2 separate regions of the Mus musculus genome follow, and region 1 is linked to region 2. The links are chromatin contacts, called in public ChIA-PET maps. All regions are on one chromosome and are shown on one strand. Each heading gives the region's core, a stretch centred on a gene start, on an enhancer-like site or on the middle of the called end of the contact. The rest is flanking DNA. Distances are from core to core; before and after follow the strand shown.

Evidence for each region. ChIA-PET counts read pairs in DNA pulled down with a chosen protein or histone mark.
Region 1: an RNA polymerase II ChIA-PET map of effector CD8 T cells shows a contact between it and region 2, with 105 read pairs. The contact joins the promoter of Cox19 here to the enhancer-like site in region 2. A contact is called at or near these places in 3 of 39 promoter capture datasets (the 3T3-L1 cell line, 3T3-L1-derived adipocytes and trophoblast stem cells), 1 of 15 datasets of contacts at CTCF or cohesin (CD8 T cells), 3 of 484 Hi-C or Micro-C datasets (CD4 T cells, bone marrow-derived macrophages and nephron progenitors), 11 of 115 datasets of contacts at active chromatin or transcription factors (CD8 T cells, the HPC-7 cell line, the SCID.adh cell line and 4 more) and 3 of 9 other capture datasets (adipose tissue, liver and pancreatic islet).

The regions. Positions count from the first base shown.
Region 1 is chr5:139,342,527-139,349,046 of GRCm38.p6, forward strand. Cox19 (cytochrome c oxidase assembly protein 19) reads right to left here and starts at 2,640. Exons shown (of 3, transcript NM_197980.1): 1 at 2,546-2,640; 2 at 37-148. The coding sequence starts at 2,627.
Region 2 is chr5:139,301,267-139,308,583 of GRCm38.p6, forward strand. It overlaps Adap1 (ArfGAP with dual PH domains 1), which reads right to left. Exons shown (of 11, transcript NM_172723.4): 2 at 6,476-6,606; 3 at 1,038-1,129. Among named protein-coding and RNA genes, the nearest start is that of Adap1, 21 kb to the right of the region's middle. Within about 2 kb of position 2,500, at least 64 of the 459 cell types and tissues checked have an H3K27ac peak or open chromatin away from gene starts, as enhancers often do. A contact at or near this core is called in CD8 T cells, the SCID.adh cell line and effector CD8 T cells, where this site is marked.

The DNA of each region.
Region 1 (6,520 bases), core at 1,390-3,889, 41 kb after region 2:
TGCGCACACACACACACACACACAAATAGAACTCACCTTTGCATCCTGCACATTAAATACTCTTTAGATTCATTTCTGCACAAAGCATTTTCATAGTTCTTGTCACGGAGACACCTCATGAATTTTTCTTTAAAGCTTTTACATTCACCTAGGGAAAGAAGAAAGCCAGCATTCTATTAGTTAAAGAGAAGGCCTGACCCGCTCACACGCTGACTTTAGGAGCAGCACTAGGGTTTCCATCAAAATTCGTTCCCTTTGTGAGGCTGTGGGTGTGGCTCTGAGGTAATGTGTATGTTTGGCATATAGTCCCCTGGGTTCAAATCCCTGTACTTCAAAACAAAAGGGCTGAAAGAAGCTGGGGAGATGGCTTACTGGCTATGAACACTGGCTGCTCTGACAGAGACCTGAGTTTGGTTCCTGATACACACATTGAGCAGCTAACAAATGCCTGTAACTTCAGCTCCAGGCTATCAAAAACCTGCTTCTGGCCACCAAGGGTGCCTGCATACAAATGGTGTATATACAAACTCAGATGCACACACATACACATAAACTTAAAAAAATTATAATAAAGCCGGTCATATTGGCACACACCTTTAATTCTAGCATTCAGGAGGCAGAGGCCGGTGGATCTTTGTACATTTGAGTCCAGCCTGGTCTACGCAGCGAGTTCCAGGACAGCCAGGACTACATAGTGAGACCCTGCCTTTGAAAAAAAAATGAAGAATCAATAACGAATTGAAATAAAAATTTTAAATGGAAAATTTCCCAATGAAATGTTGGCAATGAAATCATAATCTAAAAATAGTGAGATGGCTCAGTGGGTAAACACGCTTGCCACCAAGGCTGACAACCTAAGTTTGATCTCTGGGACACACGTGGGGGTGGAGAGATCCCAGTTTTCCACAGTTTGTCCTCTGACTATATACGTGTCATGGCATATCCCCAAACACACTAAATAAATAAGCATAACTTAAAAAATACAGAGGCAGGCGGATTTCTGAGTTCGAGGACAGCCTGGTCTACAGAGTGAGTTCCAGGACAGCCAGGGCTACACAGAGAAACCCTGTCTCGGAACCCCCCCCCCCAAAAAAAAAACCCAAAAAACCAGTAATCTCTAAAGCTGTCCCTGGAGCTGGAGTCTCTACAGCAGTTCACCGAAGCGTCTAATCTACACTAACAGCTGCCGTTTCTACACTAACACGAGGGCTGAGGGCTGCTGCATCTCTCAGGGCTGTGTGCTGGTGGTAGGACTTGTGGGGAGGTCTGTGTGCTGGTGGTAGGTGGGGGGGGGGGGGATGTCCTATGTGCTGGTGGTAGGCAGGGCAGTCTTTTCTTTTTTTAATTATTGTAGTGCTGAGGACTGGACTCAGGTTCCTGTGCGTGCCAGGCACCAGCTCGGCCTCTGTAATCTGAATCTCCAACTCTCTCCCAGTTTGTTTGTTTTTTTTCTTTCCCATGTTCCAGTTTCCCAAAAGGCCTGTTAACTGCAGACTTCAGAACGGTGACTAGAAATCCTCCAGGCTGGAGGCGTGGCTCAGAGGTGAACACTCGCCTAGCATGTGCCAAACCCGGGCTTTCAGCCCCAGTGTTAGATATCAAAAAGCTTTTTGAAAATATTTCCTTGCCTAATGTTCACGGCAGACCCAGAGCCTGGAGCTAGGGGAGGGTGGGTATGTCCTGCGCTGAGCTGAGCTGCCGCCAGGGGGCCTAACATCAAGCTCCGTTCCAGGAGGCCTGTCACCATCCTATCACATTAGCCCCAAGTCTTACTTGGAGAGCCATGACATGTGGCCCTCTGAAATAGGGGCCCTCAAGACTCAGTTTCTCTGACTGCACCCCCACAGTGCTCTGAGCACGCCCAGCCCCACTACCCGGGAAGGACCTGTAATATTAACTGCTCTGCATCCAGGGTCCAGTACCTCAGACCCCACCCACCATTTCTAGCATCCTGTCATCAACACACATGACAATGCCACCCAGGTCTATAACCCCACACACTGTCCCTCATATTCAGCTCCTTCACTTTGGCTCTCAGACCTTCGATCCAGCACCCTAGGCCCTGTCACATCCAACATCTAACTCTTCAGACATTACACCTAAATCCAGCAACTCTGACCCGGCCACTCAAATCTAGTACCTTAGGCTCTGCCACCCAGATCTACAACCCCAGGCCCTGCCATCCAAACCCAGTGCCCCCAAACCTGCCATCTATAGCAAAGAGACAACACTCCAGTCTCTGCCACCCAGACCCAGCAGCCCAGACCCTGAACCCAGATCCAGTACCCCTGACCCTGCCACCCAGATATCCTGCACCCATAACTCTGTCACCCAAACCCAGTACCCCAGTACCCCTGACCCTGCCATCTAGAACCAGTATCCCAGATCCTGCCACCTACTTCCAATACCCCTGATCCTGTCACCGAGAAACAGCACTCCCTACCACTCAGACTCAGCACCCGAGACGCTGCCACCCAGATTCAGTATTCCTAACTCTGCCACCCGATCCCAGGCCGCCATCAGCCTGTGCCTCGCCTCGCCTCACCGAAGTGGTCCAGCGGGAAGCTGCCTTTGTCTGGGGGCCGCGGCTGGAAGCTTTTGGTCCCGAAGTTCATTGCGGTCGACATCACGGCGAAATCCAGAGCGGAGAGCGACGGCGACGCAGGGCAGATGGCTGAACACCGAGCGGGTCCAGGAAGCGTCGAGCTAGTCGAGCGGACGACTGGCCCCACCCCGAGTCCACCCAGGCTCCACCCACCAAGCCCCGCCTCACCTATCTAGCCCCGCCCCTGCCGTGTTGCGAAAGGATCTGCCCTTGGTTTCCAGCCCTCTGAGAAGCAGAAAGAAGCCTGGCAGTCATCTTTTGGTACTGATTAGCAAATAAGGACAGAAAGATGCAGCCATTTGCCCGAGGACACCAGTCTGTGCCCCGGGATCTTCATCCCACCCATCTGTCTTCCAGGGACTGAGTTTCCCATCTACTCAGAGGGAAAGAAGCACACTAAAGGAGGGGTGGCTAGCTTACTGCCAGTGCCGTGACACAGTGATACAAACGGGTTTTACAAACAGAAAATAAAGCAGGGTGCAGTCCCTCACACCTGTAGACAGCGCTTAGGGGGCTGAGGCAGAAGGATTGCCTGAGTTTTCAGCAAACCTGGGCTATGTAGCCAGTCCCACAAAACAAAAGAAAATCTCCCCAAAGGGCATCTTCTGTGGTTCAAGAGACCAGAAGTCTGATCCTAAGGTGTTGGTCATCAGCCCTCTTGTGGCCTGCTGTCCCTGCTGTCTGTTCCAGGGAGCCCAGGTTCTCTCCCAGCCTCTGAGATGTTCTGTCAATTTTAGGTAATTCTGGGCTGCTAGATATCTCCCTCCGGGGCCTCCACTTCTGGGAACATTCTCCCATGTTTCTGTATCCAAGTATTCCTTTTATGACATTGCCACACCGGGGTAGGGCCATCCCAACAATCAATTCTCTTTCCTTCCTTCCTTCCTTCCTTCCTTCCTTCCTTCCTTCCTTCCTTCTTTGCTGTCTGATTTTCTTTTTTCTTTCTTTCCTTCCTCCCTTCTTCCCTTTCTCTTTTTCTCTCTCCCTCTTTCCCTCTTTCCCTCTTTCTCTCTCTCTCTCTCTCTCTCTCTCTCTCTCTCTCTCTCTCTCTCTCTCTCTTTCTTTTGAGACAGGGTTTCTCTGTAGCTCTGGCTGTCCTGGAACTCTGTAAACCAGGCTGGCCTTGAACTCAGAGATCCACCTGCCTCTGCCTCCCAAGTGCTGGGATTCAAGTTGTGCTCCACCATGCTCAGCTCATCCCAACAATTTTAACCTCTGCTGCTTACATCTGCCACAACATTATTTCAAAAGGTCCTGGGGGCTGGGACTGTGCCAGGTGGATTTGGGGGGGACTGTTCTATGGTAGTGGGGTGCACTCTACTGACTCTTTGCTGTTGTTATGGCAATAACACCCATACCCAGCACCCCTGCTTTTCAGCTTGGGGACAGAGAAGAGCACTCGCACCCTGCCACCCTGCACTGCTGTCAGTGTAGGACATTGGCCGTCATTCCATCTCAGCCACACATGAATGCTATGTTCTACACTACACCAGGCCCTGGCAGTGAGCAGAATGGGCTCAGTGGGCTCCTAGCAGCTCCTTGGGGCCAGCTCTTCCTCTACAGTCCCTTGATGAATCCCAACATCACTGACGCAGAAGCAGAAACAATTCCCAGGGGCTGCAGAGAGGTGCTTGACCGGCAGATCTACTCAGTCTCTCCTGTCTTGCTGGACTCCCCTCCTCCACAGGCACTGGATCCCATCCTGCCTTCCTGTCTGGGAGGCTGGATTTAGCAGATCTACAGGCTGCCTTCAGAGGAGTACCATCTCCCTGCCAGACCTCCAGCAAGCCCATTCCAGGTCTGCTTCCAATCACCTCTCAAAACGGGGCCTGGAGGGATGAACTCAGCTGGCAAGGACACTCACTATAGCAACATGAGGACCTGAGTTCAAATCCCTAGAGCCTCCCACCCCCACCCCCAAAAGCCAGGCTGGGTAGCATGGGCCTCTAATCCCAGCATTGTAAGGGGTGCCTTGCTGGCTGCCAGCCTGGCTCCAGGTTCAGCCAACACCCTGTCACAAGGGGATAAAGGGGAGAGAGAGAGCAGGGCAGCTGATGTCCTCCTCTGGTTTCCACATGTGTATGGGGTATACACATCTCACATCTGCACATCAGAGAGAGAGAGAGAGAGAGAGAGAGAGAGAGAGAGAGAGAGAGAGAGAGTTATAGAGAGACTTCAGAAGGAAAGCTGTACTTTGTTGATATCATAGAAACAGCTCTTTTGCACCTTTCCCATGCCTGGGACCAGAGGCCATACACTGAGTTATTCATTAATGCTTTCTGGACTGTGAACAATGGTGTCTTTTATGACTCAGCAAGCAGCCCTTTTCCACTTAAAATAAGAAGACATCTCTGTCCCTGGGGTGGCAGACCTTCTGTCAGGCATCCCAAAGAACCAAGAAAGCAGCAGGGGCTGGTGTCTGGGCTATGAAAGCAACTTTTAACCTGCCATTCCTCGGAAATGGCTACTGCCTTGTATGAATGCTTTTGTGTTATTTGTTTTGGTTTAAGATGGGTACTCACTGTGCAGCTCTGGCTGGCCTTGAACTCACTAAGTTCTGCCTCCCTCTGCCTTGGAAGTACTGGTTTTCCAAGGGTTGTGATCAAAGGTGTGTACCACCCTGCACAGTGTGTGTGTGTAGCTGGATACACCTGTGTTTGTGTGTGTGTGTAGCTGGATGCACCTGTGTGTGTGTGTGTGTGTGTGTGTGTGTGTGTGTAGCTGGATGCACCTGTGTGTGTGTAGCTGGATGCACCTGTGTGTGTGTGTGTAGCTGGATGCACCTGTGTGTGTGTGTGTAGCTGGATGCACCTGTGTGTGCACATGTGGAGACCACAGAAGGACGTCAAGCATCTTCTTCCACATTGCTTTGAGGTGGGGACTCTCTGGATTGGAAGCTCATCATTTTTGGCAAAGCTGGTTGGCCAGCAAGCTCTCAAGATCCATTTGTTTCTGTTTCCTAGATGGGGTTGCTGGCATGCACAGCCATGCCTGGCTTTTTATGTGAGTGTTAGGGATTCAAACTCAAGCCCTCATGGTTGTGTGAAAGAACTCATGACCACTATTCCAGTCCACTCAGGCTGACCATGGGAGCATGGTTATGTCCTTAGACTGTTAGTGTTCTACACCTGGGCTCTTCCAGGCTACCCAGGCTTCCTCCCAGCAAGGCACTAGGGCCTCAAAACTTGGTGTGAGGGGCTGGTGAGATGGCTCAGCAGGTAAGAGCACCCGACTGCTCTTCCGAAGGTCCGGAGTTCAAATCCCAGCAACCACATGGTGGCTCACAACCATCCCTTACGAGATCTGACTCCCTCTTCTGGAGAGTCTGAAGACAGCTACAGTGTACTTACATATAATAAATAATAAATCTTAAAAAAAAAAAAAAACTTGGTGTGAACTATATCTCTCAATACCCTAGCTTCTGGGGTGCTAACAGCATCCATACAGTGTGGGAAATACAGACCCCTTCTGATAGAAGATGACAACATCGTATTACTCAAAGAACCTATGATAGGGACCATCTATGTGGCCACCTTTGGTGGGTATTGACCTCCACACCAGGTCAAGGATAGATGTAGCCCGAGCCAGTCAATCAGAGCTCTGCATGCAGGGATAGCCTGGGGCATCCCTCAGTCTGGCCCCACCAAGTCTGATGAGAACAGACCCTCAGTAGATTGAGTAACCGTGGGAGACAGTTGGCGCCACACCTTTGTTGGGTGTGGAGAAATTCCATAAAAATTTAAAAAAAGAGAACAGCCCCAGGGCTGGGGACTTAGCTTAGTAAAGCTAAGATTTAATCCTCAGTGTGTGTGCGCACACGCGCACACACACACACACACACACACACACACACACACACACACGGCCTGATGGTGCACCCCTGCAGTGCCAGCCTGCACTCTGGGGAGGGGATCA
Region 2 (7,317 bases), core at 1,250-3,749:
TGCCCTGCCCTGCTCTGCCCTGCCCTTCAGGAACCTTGAGACCACTAAGAAGTCAGTAGAGAATCTAAGGACTGAATCTAAAGGGCCCCCCAGCTCAGCAGGATTGAGAGGTGCCACACAGGACCAAGCCCTGGGAGACAGACAGCTGGAAGGAAGTTCATAGGGGGTGTGTCAAGCCAAGAGGGACCCAGTTCCCCCACTCTCTGCTACACATGCCAGGAGAAAGGGCTTGCACAGGGAGCTAGGGCTGGGATCCTAGGAGAGAGGGAGGGAAGAACCAAGCCCACAGTTGTCACTGGCTTATTATGACTGTCCTTGTTAGCTTGGAAGGTGGGGAAACTGAGGCTGAGAGAAAGTAGGTAGCTAGCCTCTCTGTCCCTCTTCCTGAAGTTTCTTGATACCAGGTGGCTGGTGCCATCAGGTAGCTTCTTACATCTCCCACCCAAACCACCAGGAGCATCCAAGAGGCCCAAGGTTCGCTTAGGACCCCGAGAAGGGACCTTGATAGCTCCCCAGTGCTCTAAGGCACACCCAGAAGCTACAAGCATAAAACCACGATGGTGGTTCATGCCTGTTTTCTAGTACTCAGGAGGCTGAGGCAGGAGGGTGAGGAGTTACAGGCTAGCTTAGGCTACCTACAGATCAAGATGCTTCTATAAAGGGAAAACAGGTAGATAGATAGATAGATAGATAGATAGATAGATAGATAGATAGATAGATACATACATACATACATACATACAGACATACAGACATACAGTCATACATACAGTCATACAGTCATACATACAGTCATACAGTCATACAGTCATACATACATATATACATACAGTCATACATACATAAATGGATAGAGGCCAGGTAGTAGAGATAGCCAAGGCCCTTCTCACTGGGCTCCTGAGGGCCTGTCCCATAATCTTTCCCCAAATACTAAAAGTCTCAGTCCCCTCTGAGTGTCCCATAGGCCCGCCCAGTGCCACCCAGGGCCAGGCCCAGTGCTGTTTACCAGCTCCTGACAGAGGCCTTTCTGTACTCACTGGCAGTCGGAGAACGTGGGCCGGTAGTAGAAGGGCGGTACTTTGGACTCAAATGTGGCTCTGGCAGCCTCGTTCCCATGAGATGCCATGAACTGCAAGAGAGAGGAGCATGGTCAGAGCCAGGGACCCCTGGATCCTGGGACAGTGGTGGCTTCTGGGTAACTGCTCCCCTTTAGGCCACTGCAAGGTCATCTGACCCAGAATGTTGCCCTTGGGATGGAACTCCTAGATCCATCCTGTCTCAGGATGGGCTCCCAGTAAGCAGGGAAGAATAGGATATAAAAGGAGTGCCCTAAAGAAAAGGCCCAGAAGGGCCAGTGATGTGGCCCAGCAGGTTAAAATACCTTCCACACCAACCAAATGATCCAAGTTCAATTCCTGGTCCTGTGGTAGAAGAAGTGAGCTAAGTCTTGAAAGTTATCTTCTGATGACCACAAGTTCAGTATGGCATGTGTGAGCTTGCACTTATCCACATACCATACAGGGATTTACACACACAATAATAAAATGCATTAAATTCAGGGGTCAATGATGTAGCTCAGTGTCACCAAGCCCAAAAACCTGAATTAGATCCTTGGAACCTACACAAGAGAGGATCAACTCCTGGATGTTGTCCTCTGACCTCCACACATGCCATGCGCATGTGTACCCTCACACATACACATATGCACACACAAACCCACAAGTATATAACTGTAGTAACATTTTAAAAGCAACTCATATACCTGCAAGATAGCTCAGTGAAGAAAGGTGCTTGCTGTTTATTAAATTAAAAATTAAAAACAACCTTCAGGGGTTGGAGATGGAGCTCAGCAGCAGAGCCCCTGCCTAGAATCCCCCAGGGAGGGGCTGGGGTGTGGCTCAGTGGTAAAGCCCCTGCCTAGAATCCTCCAGTGAGAGCTGGGGGCGTGGCTCAGTGGTAGAGTCCCTGCCTAGAATCCCCCAGTGAGGGGCTGGGGGTGTGGCTCAGTGGTAGAGCCCCTGCCTAGAATCCCCCAGTGAGGGGCTGGGGTGTGGCTCAGTGGTAGAGCCCCTGCCTAGAATCCCCCAGTGAGGGGCTAGTGATATTAGACTCCAGAATCCATAACTGATACTGAAATAAAACAACAAAACAAAACCTCAACTCTCAAGGTGAGGTGATTCAGCTGTTAAAGTTCTTGTCTCATAAATGTGATAGCTTGACCCCATGTAAAAAGCTGATGCCGAGACATTCCCTGGTAACCCAGCAATGTCAAGATAGAAAGCAGAGAGACACGTGCAAGATCAGTGGCCAGTTTGCTTAGCCTATTGGCAAAGTTACAAGCCAACAAGAGGCTCTATTACAAAGAGCAGAAGGTGCCTGGGAAGGTGCGACACCCAAGGCTGTCCTCTGACCTCTGCACACGCTTGCACCTGTACACGCATATGCACTAGGTGACAAGCAGTCGCTCTCTGAGTCTGTCTGAGTATGCTGTAAACCACAAGAAAGGCTGATCAGTTTGACTAAGCCATGACAAAAAAAAATTTCCATGTCAAAAACCACCATGAGTAAAACCAAGACACTTGTGAAAATCTATTTTCTATGAGCCTGCTTCTTGGTTGGGCGAGTTTCCTGAACAGGTCAAAAAACCCCAAGAGGGTAAAAGCAATGAAGATGGCAGGGCCGCTAAGAGCAAAGAGCAAAGAGCAAGCTGAGGATAGAAAAACTCTCTCAGCCACCGGGCAGTGGTAGCGCACGCCTTTAATCCCAGCACTTGAGAGGCAGAGGCAGGCAGATTTCAAAATTTAAGGCCAGCCTGGTCTATAGAGTGAGTTTGAGAGAGAGAGAGAGAGAGAGAGAGAGAGAGAGACAGAGACAGAGACAGAGACAGAGACAGAGAGAGAGAGAGAGAGCAAAGCTCTCTCAGAACCTTCAGCTCAAGATGAGGACCCAACTTCCCCAGGAAAAGCATACACCACTAGGTCCACACAGGTGCACCAGCTGGGATGTGGCGCAACCTCTTCTACTTTCGCTGGAGTCCTCTATGGCGGGATCCGGCAAGACTCTCCCGAGCTGCCAAGCTGCCTAGCCTCGGACCTTCCACCTCCACCTCCAAGAATGTAGGTCAACAGTGAGTTCCCAGAAGCACAAATGTCACACTGAGAAGCAGCTTGGGGGACCCAATCATTACAGAGAGATAGGACTGAAAGTAACCCGAGGCTGGCCATCTTTGTACTCAGGAGGCTGAGGCAGGAGGATTGTGAGTGTGAGATTGTTCTGGGTTATAAAGAGAGACTGTGTCTTAAAACTGAAAGAGAAAAAGAAGTAGGGTGTGGTGATGTAGATGTAAGGTCGGCACTCTGAGGTGGAGGCAGGAAGATCAAGGTTCAAGGTCATCCTTAGCTACATAGTGAGGTAGAGCCAGCCTGGGCTACATGAGACCCCTGTCTTTCACAACCTAAAAAGGGGACAAAGAAGAAAGATAAAAAGAAACAGGAAATAGAAGGGGAAAGAAAGAATGATCTAAGTGTGTCCATGCAGAGACAGCGAGCAAGGTCCACATACTCTAGAGACCATGGCAGAATACAGGAAAGACAAAGCAGTCCCTATATGTGGGTTAAAGACACGCATGAGCATACAGACAGACATTTTCCAAAGGAAGCACAAAGCACTGGTCACTGGCGGCCTCTGGGGTGAGAAGCCAAAACCAGGGGAAGGGGGGGCTCTCACACTGTCAATCCTCCGCTGAGCCTGGCAAATGTGCCCCCATGCACAACAGTAGCAGATTATTAAAACACACCAAATAGCAGGCAGGCTCGGTAGTGATGCCAGTCATCCCAAGTACTCATAAGGTTGAGAAAGGAAGACTGTAAGTACCAGGCCAGCTACAGAGTGAGATTCTGTCATTTCAGTGTGTGTGTGTGTGTGTGTGTGTGTGTGTGTGTGTGTGTGTGTGTGTGTGTGTGTGTTTGAGACAGGGTTTCTCTGGACAACAGAGCCTTGGTTGTCCTGGACTTGTTCTGTAGGCCAGGCTGGCCTCAAACCCACAGAGATCTGCCTGCCTCTGCCTCCCGAGTGCTGAGATTAAAGGCATGAACCACCATGTCTGGCTATTTCACTTTTTAAAAGTCGGGGACTCCATACTGTAGCCCTGGCTGGCCTGGAGCTTGTTGTGTAAATAAGGCTGGCCTTGAACTCAGAGATCTGCCTGCCTCCGCTGAAATCAAAGGTGTGCACCACCACGTTCAATTTTATTTATGTTTGTTTGTTGGTTTACTGTGTTTCCGTGCCCACATGCTACAGCTCACACACAGAGGTGAGTGTCGACCTGGAAGTCAGTTTTCTTCCTCCACCATGTGGGTCCCAGGGACTGAACTCAGAGATAGGGCTTCTCTGTGTAGCCCTGGCTGTCCTGGAAATCATTCTGTAGACCAGGCTGGCTTCCAACTCAGAGATCCTCCTGTCTGTGCCTCCCGAGTGCTGGGATTAAAGGCGTGCGCCACCACCTCCCAGTACAGAAAAAAACTTTTTAAAAGATATTAGACAAAAAAAATCTTGAAAAAAGTAAGTCAAGAATGGTGACACACACTCACTATCCCCAGAGACAGGAGGATTAGGAGTTCCAAGTCAGCCTTGGACACATCACAAGTTCCAGGCTGGCCTGCACATGAGACCCTGTCTCTGAAACCCAACCAAACAACTGAAGAACACTGAGAACAGTATACAAGCCTTGAAATGTGAAAGACTGCAGAGAGTGCTGGAAAAGTAGGAGTACCATCCTCTGGGAGGGGGCCTGTGGTCCAAGCCCAGACTCCTCCAAGAGCCTGGGAACTGGCCTAGGCTGACGTTCCCTTTCCTAGTCAGAGTCAGGCCTGGCCAGAGACAACAGCATCTTATCATTGTGTCTCTGCTGGTACTGCCTCATGGAATCACTGGACCAAGGCCAGTCTGCCCTTAACACAAAGATTGAGACCCTCTTCTTCTCTAGGACAGTGAAGAGGGTGACTTGGAAGATTACCAAGTCTAACTGCCTAGAATCCCCCAGGGAGGGGCTGGGGGCGTGGCTCAGTGGTAGAGCCCCTGCCTAGAATTCCCCAGTGAGAGGTTGGGGGCGTGGCTCAGTGGTAGAGCCCCTGCCTAGAATCCCCCAGGGAGGGGCTGGGGGTGTGGCTCAGTGGTAGAGCCCCTGCCTAGAATCCCCCAGGGAGGGGCTGGGGTGTGGCTCAGTGGTAGAGCCCCTGCCTAGAATTCCCCAGGGAGGGGCTGGGGCATGGTTCAGTAGTAGAGCCCCTGCCTAGAATCCCCCAGTGAGGGGCTGGGGGCGTGGCTCAGTGGTAGAGCCCCTGCCTAGAATCCCCCAGGGAGGGGCTGGGGCATGGTTCAGTAGTAGAGCCCCTGCCTAGAATCCCCCAGTGAGGGGCTGGGGGTGTGGCTCAGTGGTAGAGCCCCTGCCTAGAATCCCCAGGGAGGGGCTGGGGTGTGGCTCAGTAGTAGAGCCCATCATCCCAGCTAGGAATATGCTTCCCCAACCTGTCAGTGTTTGTTCACACTCTATATGGGGATCTGTCCTATGCTGGCCACACACTCTGCCACACTAACAGCATCCCAGCAGCTACCCTGTGTCCTGGGCCTGTGTTCACACCCATTTCCCACCCCTGCCTTCCCAGAGGGCAGCAATGCCTATTCCTTGCTCAGCTCCCCAAGCCAGCCACACAGTATGTGCCCATGTGAGGTGAATAGATAGATGTATGTAGGTATGGGTGCATGCATGGAAGGATGGGGGTGAATAGAAAGGCAGGTGGGTAAATGTATGGAGTTATAGATGCATGAATGGATGGATACATAGCTGATGAATGAGTGGATGGGTGGGTAGATGAATATATAGGTGGATATATATATATATGTATGTGTGTGTATATATATATATATATGTATATATATATATATATATATATATAGCTGGGTGGGAGGATGAATGGAGGGATAGTTGAATGTAAGGATAAATTGATACATGGATGAGTGGATGAGTAGGCAGATGGATGGGTGGATGAAAAGATGGATAGACAGATGCCTGGTTGGTTGGCTAGATGAACTGATGAGTGGGTGGATGGATGGATGGATGGATGGATGGATGGATGGATGGATGGATGGATGTGTGGACGGATGGATAGGTAGGTAGATGGATGAAGAGTGTGGGTGGATGGATGGGTCGATAGCTAGATGGAAGAATGTGGGTGGATAGATGGACAAATGCTTTGATTTTTGTTACCACGTGGCTCCTCAAAGGATCAGCCATGAAACCGTCAGTTTCAGCCAGCCCAAGTTTCCTTAAAGCTTGTGCTCTATGCCACAGCCTATGACAGCCCAGACCCTGAAGGGGCCCATTGCCTGGAGATGAAGGAGCTAGGGTCATCCCCATATATGGACACAGGGTACCCATGCCCCTCTCTCCATCCAGTGCCCCTCTCCTGACTCATACCTCAACTTGGGCCTCATCCCAGGCATCCAGACGGACTGACTTCACCTTGCTGACCTGGGGGATGTTCCGGTGGATCCCAGAGCAGCTCAAACAGATGAACACACCCAGGGTGTAGGACGCCCAGTCAGGATCTAGAAGGGAAGGGCAGAGGTCAGGGAAGCTCACCTAGGAGTCCAGAGCACGCCCATGAGGAAAGTCAGGTCAGGAAGGTAGGACATAGAATCCAATAGAGGGCCATGACAGGGGGTGGCGGTGATAGAACTGAGGGCTTGAGCACACTGGACCAGAGCTCTACCACTGAGCCAAAGCCTAGCCACTCACCAGGGCAGCAGTTCTCAACCTGTGGGCCATGACCCCTTTAGGGGTTGAACTGGGGTCACATATCAGATATCCTATGTATGAAATATTTACTATTTATAGCCATAGCAAAATTACAGTTATGAAGCAGTAGTGAATAATTTTATAGTTGGGTGGGTCACCACAATATGAGGAATTGTATTAAAGGGTCATATCATTAAGAAGGTTGAGAACCACTGCACTAGGGCATTCTAGGCAGGGGCTCAACCACTGAGCCACGCCCCCAGCCCCTCCCTGGGGGATTCTAGGCAGGAGCTCTACCACTGAGCCACGCCCCCAGCCCCTCACTGGGGGATTCTAGGCAGGGGCTCTACCACTGTACCACACTACCAGATCTCTTTACCTTTTATTTTGAAACACAGTCTCAGTAAGCTACTGAGGATGGACTAGAACTCATTCTGTAACCCAGGAATACCCTGAACTTTTTGACTCTCTTACTTCAGCCTCCCAAAATGCTGAGATTACAGGCCTGAAAATCCTGCACC